2 separate regions of the Sus scrofa genome follow, and region 1 is linked to region 2. Evidence: chromatin contacts called from public HiChIP or PLAC-seq data. All regions are on one chromosome and are shown on one strand. The core of a region is the stretch at or near the end of the contact, and the rest is flanking DNA. Distances in the headings are between cores, read along the strand shown.

What was found. HiChIP or PLAC-seq counts read pairs in DNA pulled down with a chosen protein or histone mark.
Region 1: an H3K27ac HiChIP or PLAC-seq map of skeletal muscle shows a contact between it and region 2. The contact joins the promoter of PER2 here to the promoter of HES6 in region 2. A contact is called at or near these places in 1 of 5 promoter capture datasets (fetal liver), 4 of 47 Hi-C or Micro-C datasets (blood, embryonic fibroblasts, retroperitoneal adipose tissue and 1 more) and 2 of 2 datasets of contacts at active chromatin or transcription factors (alveolar macrophages and skeletal muscle).

Annotation. Positions count from the first base shown.
Region 1 is chr15:137,835,571-137,841,960 of Sscrofa11.1, reverse strand. It overlaps PER2 (period circadian protein homolog 2), which reads left to right and starts at 4,107. Exons shown (of 22, transcript XM_021074888.1): 1 at 4,107-5,019. The coding sequence starts at 4,766.
Region 2 is chr15:137,783,827-137,789,540 of Sscrofa11.1, reverse strand. HES6 (transcription cofactor HES-6) reads left to right here and starts at 1,852. Exons shown (of 4, transcript XM_003359692.4): 1 at 1,852-2,167; 2 at 2,249-2,335; 3 at 2,438-2,519; 4 at 2,729-3,733. The coding sequence starts at 2,087. The coding sequence ends at 3,153.

The DNA of each region.
Region 1 (6,390 bases), core at 2,858-5,357, 50 kb before region 2:
CAGTCTGAGAATGTGGAGCCCACCTCAGCCTCCTGAAGGATCGCAGACCCTGACAGGGAGGGTCAAAGCACGCAGGGGCCCAGGGCTGGACGCTGCCCCAGGACATCCACGTTTGGGGGGGCACCAGCTGGGCCACCCCCAGCACCCCCCCAGCCATGCTGGCAGAACCACGCTTAGATGACAGCCTGGGGACACACCCCAGGTGGAGGGTGACAGGGCAAGAAGCTGCTGCAGGGGCCTGCCTGCCTTCCAGGTCCATGGCCCCGAAGACCAGCTGGATGGCCAACCAGTGCCAGACTTTTCCCCTCTGAAGAAAGAGGCAGCTTGGACATGGGGTCACCTCAGACATGGGGAGCCTTGTTGGCAAGCTGTCTTTCTTTGGGCCTTTCCAAAAAAGCACAGGGTAGTAACGGCCCAGAAACTCTGGCAAGGGCGCTCAAGCCTCCACAGACCAGAAAACCTGACCCTTAGCTCAGCCCTCCAAGTCCCGAGCGACCTCCCCTGCCCACCGCCGCTGCCCTCACCTCGCTAAGTGCACAGCTCTCCTCACCCAAGGCTCTGGGGTATCGTTTAGTGGCCTTGTGACCAGGAAGTTTGAAGTTTTAGTCCTTTCTCAAATGACACGATAGCAAACAGTTTTTTGGCTCCCGTTAAAACCGTGCCTTTTAACTGCAAAACCGACGGTAAGAGAATCGAGTTGGGTACACATTTGATCCCTGGATTCCTATAGCAATGGAGAAGGAGCACGTAAAAAAGGCACTAGTTTTTGTGCTCATTGTATTTTTTAAGACAGAATGATGAGGGAAGCAAGTCTGTATGCAGCGTTGTACCGCCTAGAGACAAACCTATGGTGATTTAGATTATTTGCGGATCTGCAAAACAGATTGGGTTTATTTGGGGGAGAATATTTTAAAATAATAATTGCCATGACTAAAAGTCATTGCACCTACGTATGATTTTTAAAGACTCTCAGCAAACTATAACAATAGGTAGGCCTTCCCTGGTGGCTCAGGAAGTTAAGGATCTGGTGGTGTCATTGCTGTGGCCCGAGTTCAATCCCGGGCCCCAGAACTTCCACATGCCATGGGCATGGCCCAAAAAAACTATAATAATCTATGAGATAACACTTATGTTAATAATAATATGATAAAAGACACGCTCTCTTTATGACAAGGACACCTATGAAACACTAAACACCTGAGGTCCACATCATATTTTATGGTGAAATACGGAGCACTTTTTCTCCAGCTGGGACCTGGGCAAGAATGTCCACTGTCACCATTGCCATTCGACGTGGTCCTGGAGGTGCTGGCCTGTGCCTTCAGGACTGCGATGCCAAGGGTGTCTCTCGTGAAGGGGCAGTGGGGACGCGGAGGCCAACACTCCCGGCCAAGGAGCGCTGTGCAGACGTGCTCAGTGCCTTTTCAGAGTCTCTTCTCTGTGATGAGGGAAAGAAACATGGCGGCTGCCCACTCATTGCTGAGGGACCCTCCTACGACATCCTGGGGGAAAACGAACGGGCACTCACGTGACACACACACGTCTCCCCCAAACAGAGGACAGCCTTCCTGGATCTATATTTAGTTTTCATGTGTCCATTTGTTTGTGTGGTGGCACTTGCAGCACATGGATTCCCAGGCCAGGGGTGGAACCCGTGCCATAGCAGTGCCCAGAGCCGCTGAAGTGACAATGCCAGATCCTTAACCTACTGTGCCACAGGGGGACTCCAAGTTTAAAACACAAAACCCCTTCTCAGCAAGCAGCTAGCACACCAGAGACACCTCTTTACACTGGTCCCCAGACCACTCGCAGCCAGAGCGCCGGCCCTCTGGTCACCGCCTGGTTCAGGGAACTTCCCACCCACGAGGAGCAGGTGGGCCTTGTCTCATCCGTGTCTTCAGACCCTGGACACCCCTGCCCATGCCCTTGGGCCCTCCCCTGAGCTGGCTGAAGGTGTCCTTGACAGGAGCAGCCTTGCTGCCCAGTGCTGGGCATGGGGGAGGCTGGAGAGAGAGGCTCAGGGTCAGGGTCAGGGTCAGGGTCAGGCAGTCTCATCTCCAATGGCCCTAGACCCAGGAAAGGCCTCTGCAGGGCCAGAAAGATCAACAGCATCCCCTCCACCTCCTTAGAGAGGACAGGATGGCCCCTCCGCGTGGACACAGTCCTCTTCCTGGCCTCTGGCCTTTGTCTTCCCAGCTCTTGCCCCAGCTGCAGGCTCAGAAACCGTGTAACCCAGGAGGAGAGCAAGCAGTGGCCAGCACAATGCTTGTCACACTCAGTAGTTGCCTCACACACAGCTGGCTGCCCGAGTGCACATGCAAACAAGAGAGCCAGCGCGTGTCCTGGGGGCTCAGGTGCAGAGGCGCCCTGCAGGCAGGGCCCAAGCATGAGTGGACAGGGCCGAACCTAAGCCAGACCCACTGGAGGAAACAGGCTGCTAGAAATGGACCAGGGGCAGGGGCAAGCGGCCTTAGCTCGGAGGCGGGGTGAAGGCTGAGACCCGAGGCCAGCTCTTCCCACGGACAGCATCCCCCAATAGCTGGGGCCCCTGGCTCACCACCGCCCCACCAGGACATCCTTCCTGCCAGCCTGCCTTCCCCGGTGCCAGAAGTTCTGTGCGAGAGAAGACTGCTAATCCTAGCACATTCCCAGGTCAGCGTAGACTCACCAGGAAAGAATTCATTCCCCCGACCTCCCACAACCTGAAAGCACAAATGCACGCGAGCGCACACCCACGCTCAGCTACCATCAGTGTGGATGTCATCACAGCCTTGGCCTGTCCTAGGGGTTTGCGCCCTGTTGGAGCTGGGCTGGAGGCCTCTGCCCAGGTCTTTTCTGCTCACCTGGGACTCACAACCCATTTTGATGAAACTGCTTCCGGACCTGCCTCATCACCCCTCCTACACCGGGAACTCCTTCCAAGCCAAGGACCCAATGAGGGGCGTGCCCCTCAATACTCAGGTGTCAGCAACCATTTGTGGACTGAATGCAAGATTCCAATAACAAGAATGAAGAAAGCAGCTGTGAGACCCTGAGCACAGATTCGATTCTGAGGAGTTCTAGAGGCCCATGAGGCTGATAATTTCTAACAGAATGGATTTCACCTTTTACTGGATGAATGGGTGCAAACAGAAAAGGCTAAAATTAGGGAGGAAATGCGATGCTAGGCTGAAGGCAGAATATAGAGCAAGACCACAGAGCAGGTGAGCAGGAGAATCTCTGCGGGAAGTGAAAGGGCTGCCTGTTTTCTCTTGCTTCCAGAACAATGCACCTCACCATTGACGTCAATGTATGCGAAGAAACAAAAGGCCTTTGGGAGTGTGCAGGGTGCAGCTGGGCCTGGATTTGTTTGGCATTTGTGTGCACGCACTGAGGGAAGGGCGCGGGGGGTGTGCCAAGGTGTGACTGTCGGAGAAGCAGAAGGAGGGGCCACCCTCTCCAAGGAGTGCGAGCCCAGCGGCGGGTCTGCCAGCCCATATGTAGGAAGGAGGTTCCTGAAGTTGGTATCGCCCCATGTCACATCCATGTCTGATGAAGCTGCACGCGCACCTGGCCGAGGTGAGGGGAAAAACGGACTCGCACATAGAAATACCTGATGTGGATTTGGCTTTGGGAACTGGCAGCTTGGTTTGCTACAGGCCCCGGATCATAACTCTTCTTCCCTCCTGTCCCTGGTCCCCAAGAGAGCCTAGGAAGAATGGATCAGTGGAAGGACAAACCACAGGCCTCTTCAGCCCTTCAGAGCCCAGCCAGCTTCGCCTCTTCCATTGGACCCTGCAGCTTCAGAGCCTGCTGGAGCGGAGCAGCCCTGCGGGTTCCTGCCCCACAGGAAAGCCTTGGGCCTCTACCTAGTCTGCGAGGAAGTTCTACTCTCTCCTGACGCTCTAGACAGAAGGCCGGGGGCTTACATGCCCCAAACAATGCTTACTGAAAGAACAAATGGCCACAGCCTAGGTCCCCAACACCTTTCCCAGTCTTCAGGTGCTGCCTCCTCCATGGAGCCGCCGGGCATAGCTCTAGCCCTGGTTAACTTACCGTCCATATTGCCCAGTTGTGCATTTCATTAAGTTCCCTTTTCATGAGACGGTCCCTTCTCCCTAATGACGTGGCTGAGAGCAGGGACATCATTTATTCCTTTTGTACATCCTTGTAGTAACAAGGACCCTCGTTGCTAAACCAAAACTTGCGACACAAGGTCTGAAAAATAAGAAAGCCCACCTGGAAGCTAGTGTCCTGGTAGATCTGGGGCAATTGTCACCCTGAATGGTCTAGGTGGGCGTGAACCAGAAGCTCCTGCAGGGCGGTTCTGTCGGGTCCCCTGGGCAGCTTCAGCGCCCAGCGATGAATGAATGAGAGTGAGTAAATGAATGAATATGAATGAGCGGATGAAAGATGCCTGCAGGGAGTTTCCCAAGGCCTTGGCCGCGGGCGGGTGCGCCTCTGGCCAGTTGTTCCGGGTGGCAGCCTCTCGAGCCCTGGACTTCAGGCGGAGTTCGGCTGCCCAGCCCGCCGGGATGCACAGGAGCCCTTCCCGGTCCCGCGCCCAGCTCCCCCGCCCCGCGGTGGTACGCGCCACTCCGCTCTCCCTAAGCCGACAGATGAGAGCTGTCTTGAATGGAAGTCTCCGAGGCCGGAAGTGGAAGGGACCACTCAGGAGGACAGGGAGGGAGGCTCGAGCTCCCCGCGTCTTCATTGAGGAACCGACGCGGTGAACATGGAGTTCCATGTGCGTCTTATGTAAAGAGAGCGATGGGCGCCTCAGCCAATGGGTGCGCGGCGCTTGCAGGCCCGGCCCTCCCGGTATGCAGATGAGGCGGCACTGCGGCCAATGGCGGGCGCCGGGGGCGGGCACGGCGAGCGGTCACGTTTTCCACTATGTGACAGCGGCGAGTCGGCGGCGGTGGCGGAGGTGGGCGGCCCTGAGGGCTACGCGCTGCTTTTGGCGGCGACAGCGACGCGGGCGCGGGGTCGGCGGGCGACGCGCGGACGATCGGGCGGACCGGCGGGGACACGGCCCCGGTGAGTGCGCTGCGCCGCGGGCTGGGCCTGTCGGCCTGGGCGCGGACCCACGTCCGGCCTCCGGGCTTACTGGTTACGTAACCGCCGCCGGGCTGGCGGCGGTCTGGGGTCTCGGCGGCGACGGGCTCCAGACGGCGGCAAAGGCTCCTCTAGCTCGCGGAGGCGCGGTCGAGGGTTTCCTGGGCCATTTGACTCCTCCTGGTCTTGAAACCGGCCTGGGGTGGGTACTGTTCTTCCCATTTCACAGATTAGGAAACTGAGGTCCAGAGAGGTTAGGCTACATGTCTAAGGTCACAGAGCTTCTGAGTGACTCTCACATCCCACTGTCCTTCTCTACATGATTTCTCTATGCACCCTCCTCTTCTCCCCTGCTTTATCCCACCCCACCCCCACCCCCCATGAGAGAAGGCTGGAAAGGCCGAGGCAACAGAGGGTCAGTATGACAGTCCCTGGGAACATGAAGGGCCCCTCCGGGAGCTGGCATCCTGCTCAGAGGCCAGAGAGTCGAGTCTCCGGCTGGGGAAGGACCACCGCTGGGCGCTGGTCTAGGAGTCCTACCTGGCCAGCCCATGAGTCCCCTGCAGTGGGTGAGCAGAGAGACAAGATATTTCCTGGGCCAGGCAGGGCCCGGACACCTGATGTCCACCCTGGGTCTCTGCGTCTATTCTCTCTCCCCAGGTGGGGTAGAAGCCGGGGGCAGGGGCCAGCGTGGATCCTCCTTTGGGAAGCAGCAATCAGTTTATGCTTCTGGGTGTACTTTGGCAGCCAAGTCCTGGAAAGGACCCAGGGGTGGGTGGCGGCCCGCTCCGGAAAGGCCAAGGTAAGAGATGACAACTGGTTGCCAGGGTTTCTGTAACCTACACAGAAGAAACAGTTTGGAAAGCTGATTCATACTCACAGAAAAACGGAGCCAGAAGGTACCCCGGAAACCATCCTTAGCTTGACTGTTGAGGACACTGAGGCCCAGATGCCCGCTGGGCACACGTCACGGCAAGGCCAGGCCTAGGCTCAGGGTGCCTGCAGGGTCTTTCCATCATCCGGAAGGAATTGATCTGGGTCGGTCAGAATCAGCTTCCGAAGTTCTGTCAGGGCCTAAAATTGGGTGCCGCTGAATCTCAAGGGGGCTGGAATTTGGGGGGAGGGGCCTCCGGCCCCCCAAACGTTAAGAATCCCAGCACCATGGCAGAAGCCCCTCCGTGAATACCTCTCGCCTCCCAGGCCCCTGGCAGCAAGGCCACCGGGTTCCCTCTGCTGAAAGCGGAGGTGCCCGCCTTCTGCCCCCACGCTCGGTCTCCAGGCCTGAGCGGGTTTGGCTGAGGAGGGAGCACGACTCGACCTGAAGCTTTTCAGCAGACGATGAGCTGTTCAACA
Region 2 (5,714 bases), core at 603-3,102:
TCTTAGGTGAAATAGTCACCTGAATAGCTGTCAGACCCATCTTCATGTATTTATTTATTTTATCTTTTTAGGGCCGCACCCATGGCATATGGAGATTCCCAGGCTAGAAGTCAAATTGGAGCTGTAACTCCCGGCCTGCCTGCGACCTACCCCACAGCTCAGGACAACACAGGATCCTTAACCCACAGAGCGAGGCCAGGAATCGAACCTGTGTCCTCACAGATATTAGTCAGATTCGTTTCCACCACACCACGACGGGAACTCCAGATCCATCTTCAGACCTCAAACCGACCTCTGTAACTACCTGGGAGCCCCTTCTGCCCGTTCTCACCTGGCTGTCTCTGCTCGACTTTTCCAGTCTGTGGCCTAGTCCTACCACCCAACCACACTTCAGTCTCTGGAGTTTTCTTTGCCCTGCTGCCTGCCGGCTTGGCTTGGGACATCTCACCTTCCCACCCACCCAGCGCTTCTGCTAGGCCAGGCTCCTGCTCAGGGAAAATAACGGGTCCCGGTGAGCACCTACCCCCACCAGGGACACTTATCCCCTGGAGGGGCGAAGAGCAGACCCTGACAATCCCAGGCCCGGGAGAGAAGCAGAGGACTGAGCAAGGGCAGGGCAGGTAGAGGGCTAGGGAAGCTGAGGCCTAGACAGGGAGGAAGGAGCCACCCAAGGGGGGCCCCAGCCTGTTCCAGGTGCAAGGATCCGTGTGTGCAAAGGCCTGGCGGCTAGAAGGCAAATTGGTATTCTGGCTCTGCTGGGGGGTGGTGAGACCCAGCAGCGGCCAGGCAGGGACCCACAGGGCGCGGCCCCACCCACCACGCACCCCACCCTCGGGGAAGCCGGGCCAGCAGATGGGCGGCCGGCCTGGGGGTGGCGGTCGTCTAGCGGCCACAGGCGCACCCACCGCCCGCGCCCGCTCGAGGGACAAAGCGGGCCGAGACAAAGGCGCGGCCAACACCTGTCGCTCTTGGCTGGGCCGCCGCTTTTCTCCGCTGAAGGGGCTGCAGCTGCCAACTGTCACAGGCATCAAGTTACGGCGACCAGACGGCAGCCTCGGCCAGCCCGGCGGGGCGGGACGGGGCGGGGGCAGAGGAGGGGGGAAGGGAGCCGAAGGGGGAAAAGAGGGGGACGAAGGGGACAAGAGTTGGGGATGGGGGCCAAGGCGAAGGAGCAGGAGTGGGGGACCAGGGAAAGACGTGCAGTGGGGTGAGGACCAGGGAAGGCTGGGAGGGGAGGGAGGGCGGGGGTCAGGGAAGGGGGTGCAGAGAGGGTAGGAACTAGGGAAGGGCGAGCTTGGGTTGGGGACCAGGGAAGGGTTGGCGGTGACAGGAACTAGAAAAGGTGGTCGGCAAGGGGCATCACCAGAGAAGGAGAGCCTAAAGATAGAGCAGTGCGGGCGGGGCCGGCGGAGGCCCCCCGAGCAGGCAGAAGATGGCAAAGCTTGAGTCCGCAAGAAACGCAAGGTGGCCTCGGGCCCGCTCCCACCCCTGCTGCCCTGGGGGCCCTCACCTCCCAGGAACTCCGCAGCCACCCCAGCCGGACCTGTAGACCTCTCTCCAGGTCGGTAGACGGCGGCCGGTGCGGTGGTGCCCTCATGGGATTCCTCTCCTGTTGCGCCTTCGGTCAACAAAGTCAAGCGTGAAGGAAAGAGTGAATGAATGATGGGTGGGTGAGCTCCGGCTCGCACACACAGCCCACCGGCGGACCTTGCTCAGGGTAGGAAGGCAACCTAGCGCACCTCGGGCTCCAGCGCCCCGGGTCGTCGCCCCCTCGGGTGCCCCTCAGCGCTGGGTTCGCCCAGAGGCGGGGCTGGGCTCCCCACCCCCACCGCGCCCGCAGGCCACGCCCTGCCAGCTGCCGCGCGACCCGGCGGCGGGGCCAGACAAAGCGCGCCTCTCTCATTGGCCCGGGCGGCCAATCGGTGCATTGAGATGCAAATAAGGCGCTATAAAATGGGCGGGCGCGACCGCCGGCGTAAGGACGCGGCGTCAGACGCGGGGAGGCCGGGAGGGCGGCTCCCGGCCGCTGAGCTGCGGGCAGCGCGGGGGGCTTCTAGCGCTCTCCGCGGTCTGGTCGGTGTGGGTGATGGCTCCGCTGCTGGCGCCCGGCCGGGACCGTGCGGGTCGGGAGGATGAGGACGGCTGCGAGGCGAGGGGGGACCGCAAGGTGCTGGCTGTAGCCGCGCGTGGGCGAGCGGGCGGGCGGGGAGCCGTGCAGCGCCGGGGCTCAGTTGCTCGCTTCCCGCAGGCCCGGAAGCCTCTGGTGGAGAAGAAGCGGCGCGCGCGGATCAACGAGAGCCTGCAGGAGCTGCGGCTGCTGCTGGCGGGCGCCGAGGTGAGACGGGCGGGCGCCCGAGGGCTGCGGGCGGGCGGGCGGGGGTCGCGGGCGGGCCGGGCCTCACCGCCCCTCCCCCACCGGGCGCTCCCGCCCGCGCAGGTGCAGGCCAAGCTGGAGAACGCAGAGGTGCTGGAGCTCACCGTGCGGCGCGTGCAGGGCGCGCTGCGGGGCCGGGCGCGCGGTGAGTGGCGGCAGGGCGCGTGGGCGGAGGCGGGGAGCGCGGTCGCCTGGCCTGCCCCTGCCCCGGACCCAGCCAGGGCTTCCCGGCCTGAGACGGGGTGCGCGCTCCCCACCTCTCCTGGGTGAGTCACCGTCCGGGTGGGCCGGGCCACGGCAGTGGCAGCTCACGGGGCCCGGCGCGGCTCTCTCCCCTTCCATCCTCGAACGTAGAGCGTGAGCAGTTGCAGGCGGAAGCAAGCGAGCGCTTCGCCGCCGGCTACATCCAGTGCATGCACGAGGTGCACACGTTCGTGTCCACGTGCCAGGCAATCGACGCCACCGTCGCCGCCGAGCTCCTGAACCACCTGCTGGAGTCCATGCCGCTGCGCGAGAGCAGCAGCTTCAGGGACCTGCTGGGGGACGCCCTGTCCGGGCCACCGGGAGTCCACGGGCGGAGCAACTGGCCAGTGGGAGGTCCCCTGGGGTCCCCACTGCCCAGCCCGCGGGGCTCCGGGGACGACCAGTCCTCTGACCTGGAGGAGGCCCCAGAGGCTGAACTGAGCCGGGCAACTGTTGAGGGGCCAGAGTTGGTGCCCGTAGCCCTGGGCAGTCTGACTGCTGCGCACATGGCCCATAGTGTCTGGAGACCTTGGTGACCAATGGCCAGTTTGGGGTCTGCAGGGTGGACCCTGCCTTCTCATGCTCTAGTCTCTCCTCCCTGGGGTCCAAGTGTGTCGGGGCAGGGTCCTGGGTCTCTTGGTTCTGCCACCCTCCTCCAGAGGATGGCTTGCCGTGAACAGCAGGGATAACCAGCCCAGCTAGGCCGCTAGCCCTGCTTCCTGAAGGAGTAATATTTATGGACCAGCCCCTGGTGGGTGCAGGGAGGGACCTACAGGCAGGAGGAAGGATCTTGCAGGGTCGCCAGGGCTCTCCGGGATTTCACCTGTCCCAGACTTCTCAGGCACTGTGTGGGTCTGGGGGCAAAGGTGACAGCAATGCTGAGCTGGGCACGGGTGTCCTGGCAGAAGGAGACCTCGGGCCCTGGCAGCCCTGGTCTGAGCAGAAGCTCAAACTTGCCATTCAGCCAGGACACAGGGAGGCATTCTGCAGCTTTGCCCAGAGCTGCCAGAGAGAAGCAAGGCTCCCTGTATGTCTTGCATTTAGCACACTTGAGTTCGTGTAGTAGGTTGCCAGCGTTTGTTCCAATTCTGTTAAATAAAGGATTTTGGAAAGTCAGTGTCATTAATGTGCCAAATGCAGAAATACGAAACCAAGCACATTTTTTCCTGTGTCTAATGCTGTGTTTTTAGGACACCTCGCCCTTGGTCAGCAACATAAGTAGGATGATGGCAGTGCAGATGGGACAGCTGTGGCAGGTCTCACAGTGGACAGTGCTTCTACCTCCCTGTGGCCACGTGGTTCCAGATGGGTTTCCCCTCAGGTCCTCAGGCATGGCCCACCCTCCCGGGAATTGGGTGCACCCTGGTGGTGGATACCATTGCACGAGTCGGTCGCCAGAGCAACAAGCTCTAAGGAAACGGCCTGTCCCTGGACCATTCTGCTCGTGAGCTTCTGGGAATGAAACGAATGCCTGGTTGCCGGCCTTGTGGTTGGGACGTTCCTTTCAAAAGTCTGGGTCCATGAGTGCGATGCAGATGGTGATCTACTGAGGTTGTCCCTTTTCTTGATTGAAGAGGCCGCTTCCCCAGTGCCAGTGACCTTGGGGTCGGGGAGACCCACCCAGTTTCCCGCCTAGGCAGCTTGAACTTGAGGTCCAGTTGGGCCCAGGAGGTCAGAAACCTTGAAAGGAAGGGGATGCCCCCTTGGGCTGGGTCAGGGCCCGCAGAGAGCCTGTGGTCCGTTGATAGGAGCCACTGCCACAGAGGGCCCAGCCCTGCACCTCCCGCCCCAGGACCCCAAAGCAGCTTGTTGTTGTCCTCACTTAGAGTTGGCAATGCCCAGGTGGGGTCAACGTGTGACAGTTGAGGATTGACACCTGGTCGCCTCTTCTGTGTGTGCCCTTTGCTTTAAGAACATCTGTCCCGGAGTTCCCATCGTGGCACAGCGGAAACAAATCCAGCTAGGAACCATGAGGTTGCGGATTTGATTCCTGACCTTACTCGGTGGGTCACGAATCTGGCGTTGCTGTGAGCTGTGGTGTAGGCTGGCAGCTGCAGCTCCGATGAGACCCCCTAGCCTGGGAACCTCCATGTGCCGCGGGTGTGGCCCTAAAAAAAAAAAAACCAACTCTCCCCAGAGCCCTTTGAACAAGAGCCCCTCAGCAGGTCCTGGCCACCAGGGGTGTTTCACCATGGCTCCCCTGTGATCCAGTCTTAGGCCTCAGCCACCAGGCTCTAACCAGATGCACCTTAATTTTAGTGACTGAGATGAGTTATGGAGGGGGTGAGGTGGCGAAGGCAGGTCCATAAAAGAGCTCAAGAGAGATGGAGACATTCCTGGGATTATTTTAATCGGCCAGATAAATTGATAGAGGTCATGTCCACCAGGTCCACCTGTGAGACCTCTGTCCCCTGTGACTCCCAGCAGCAACCAGAGGCCACTGTCATGAGCTCTGATGCCATTTGGGGAGCATCAGCCAGGGACTGTTTAGAAGGAACCACTCTTTACACTGGTGCCCAGACTTGGCACATCCTCCCAGAGGCCGTAGGAAGGGAGCCCAGGCCATGGGGTTCACAGTACAGGAGGCTGGGAGTTCCTGCTGTGGTGCGAGGGGAATGACGGAGTCTTGGGAGCGCTGGGATGCGGGTTTGATCCCTGGCCCGACACAGTGGGCTAAGGATCTGGCTTCACCGCAGCTGGGGCTTAGGTCGTAACTATGGTTCGTATCTGATCCCTGGCCCAGGAACTCCCAAGCAGGGGCAGCCAAAAGAGGAAGAACGACAACAAAAAATACAGGCGGCTGAGCTGGAGAGAGAGGTGTTTCCGACACCAGGGCCCTCCTGAGGTCAGAAGCCACTAACCCAGAACTCTGGCCCTGTGCCCCCGCCCACCCGTGAGTCAGCTTCCCTGAAGCCCTTGAGAGAAGCCGCTTTTCTTTCTCAACAAACGTGGCTCCCAGAGCAGAGACCACTGGCAGCCTCCGTGGGGCCAGGGCAGCTTCTGCCTATTGTGCAGCCTGGGCCCACTGGTTTCCAGCCTGCTCTCCTTCCTGTTCTGCCGGACGAGCCTTTCGCACCCCCTCCTCTCAAAGCCCCTC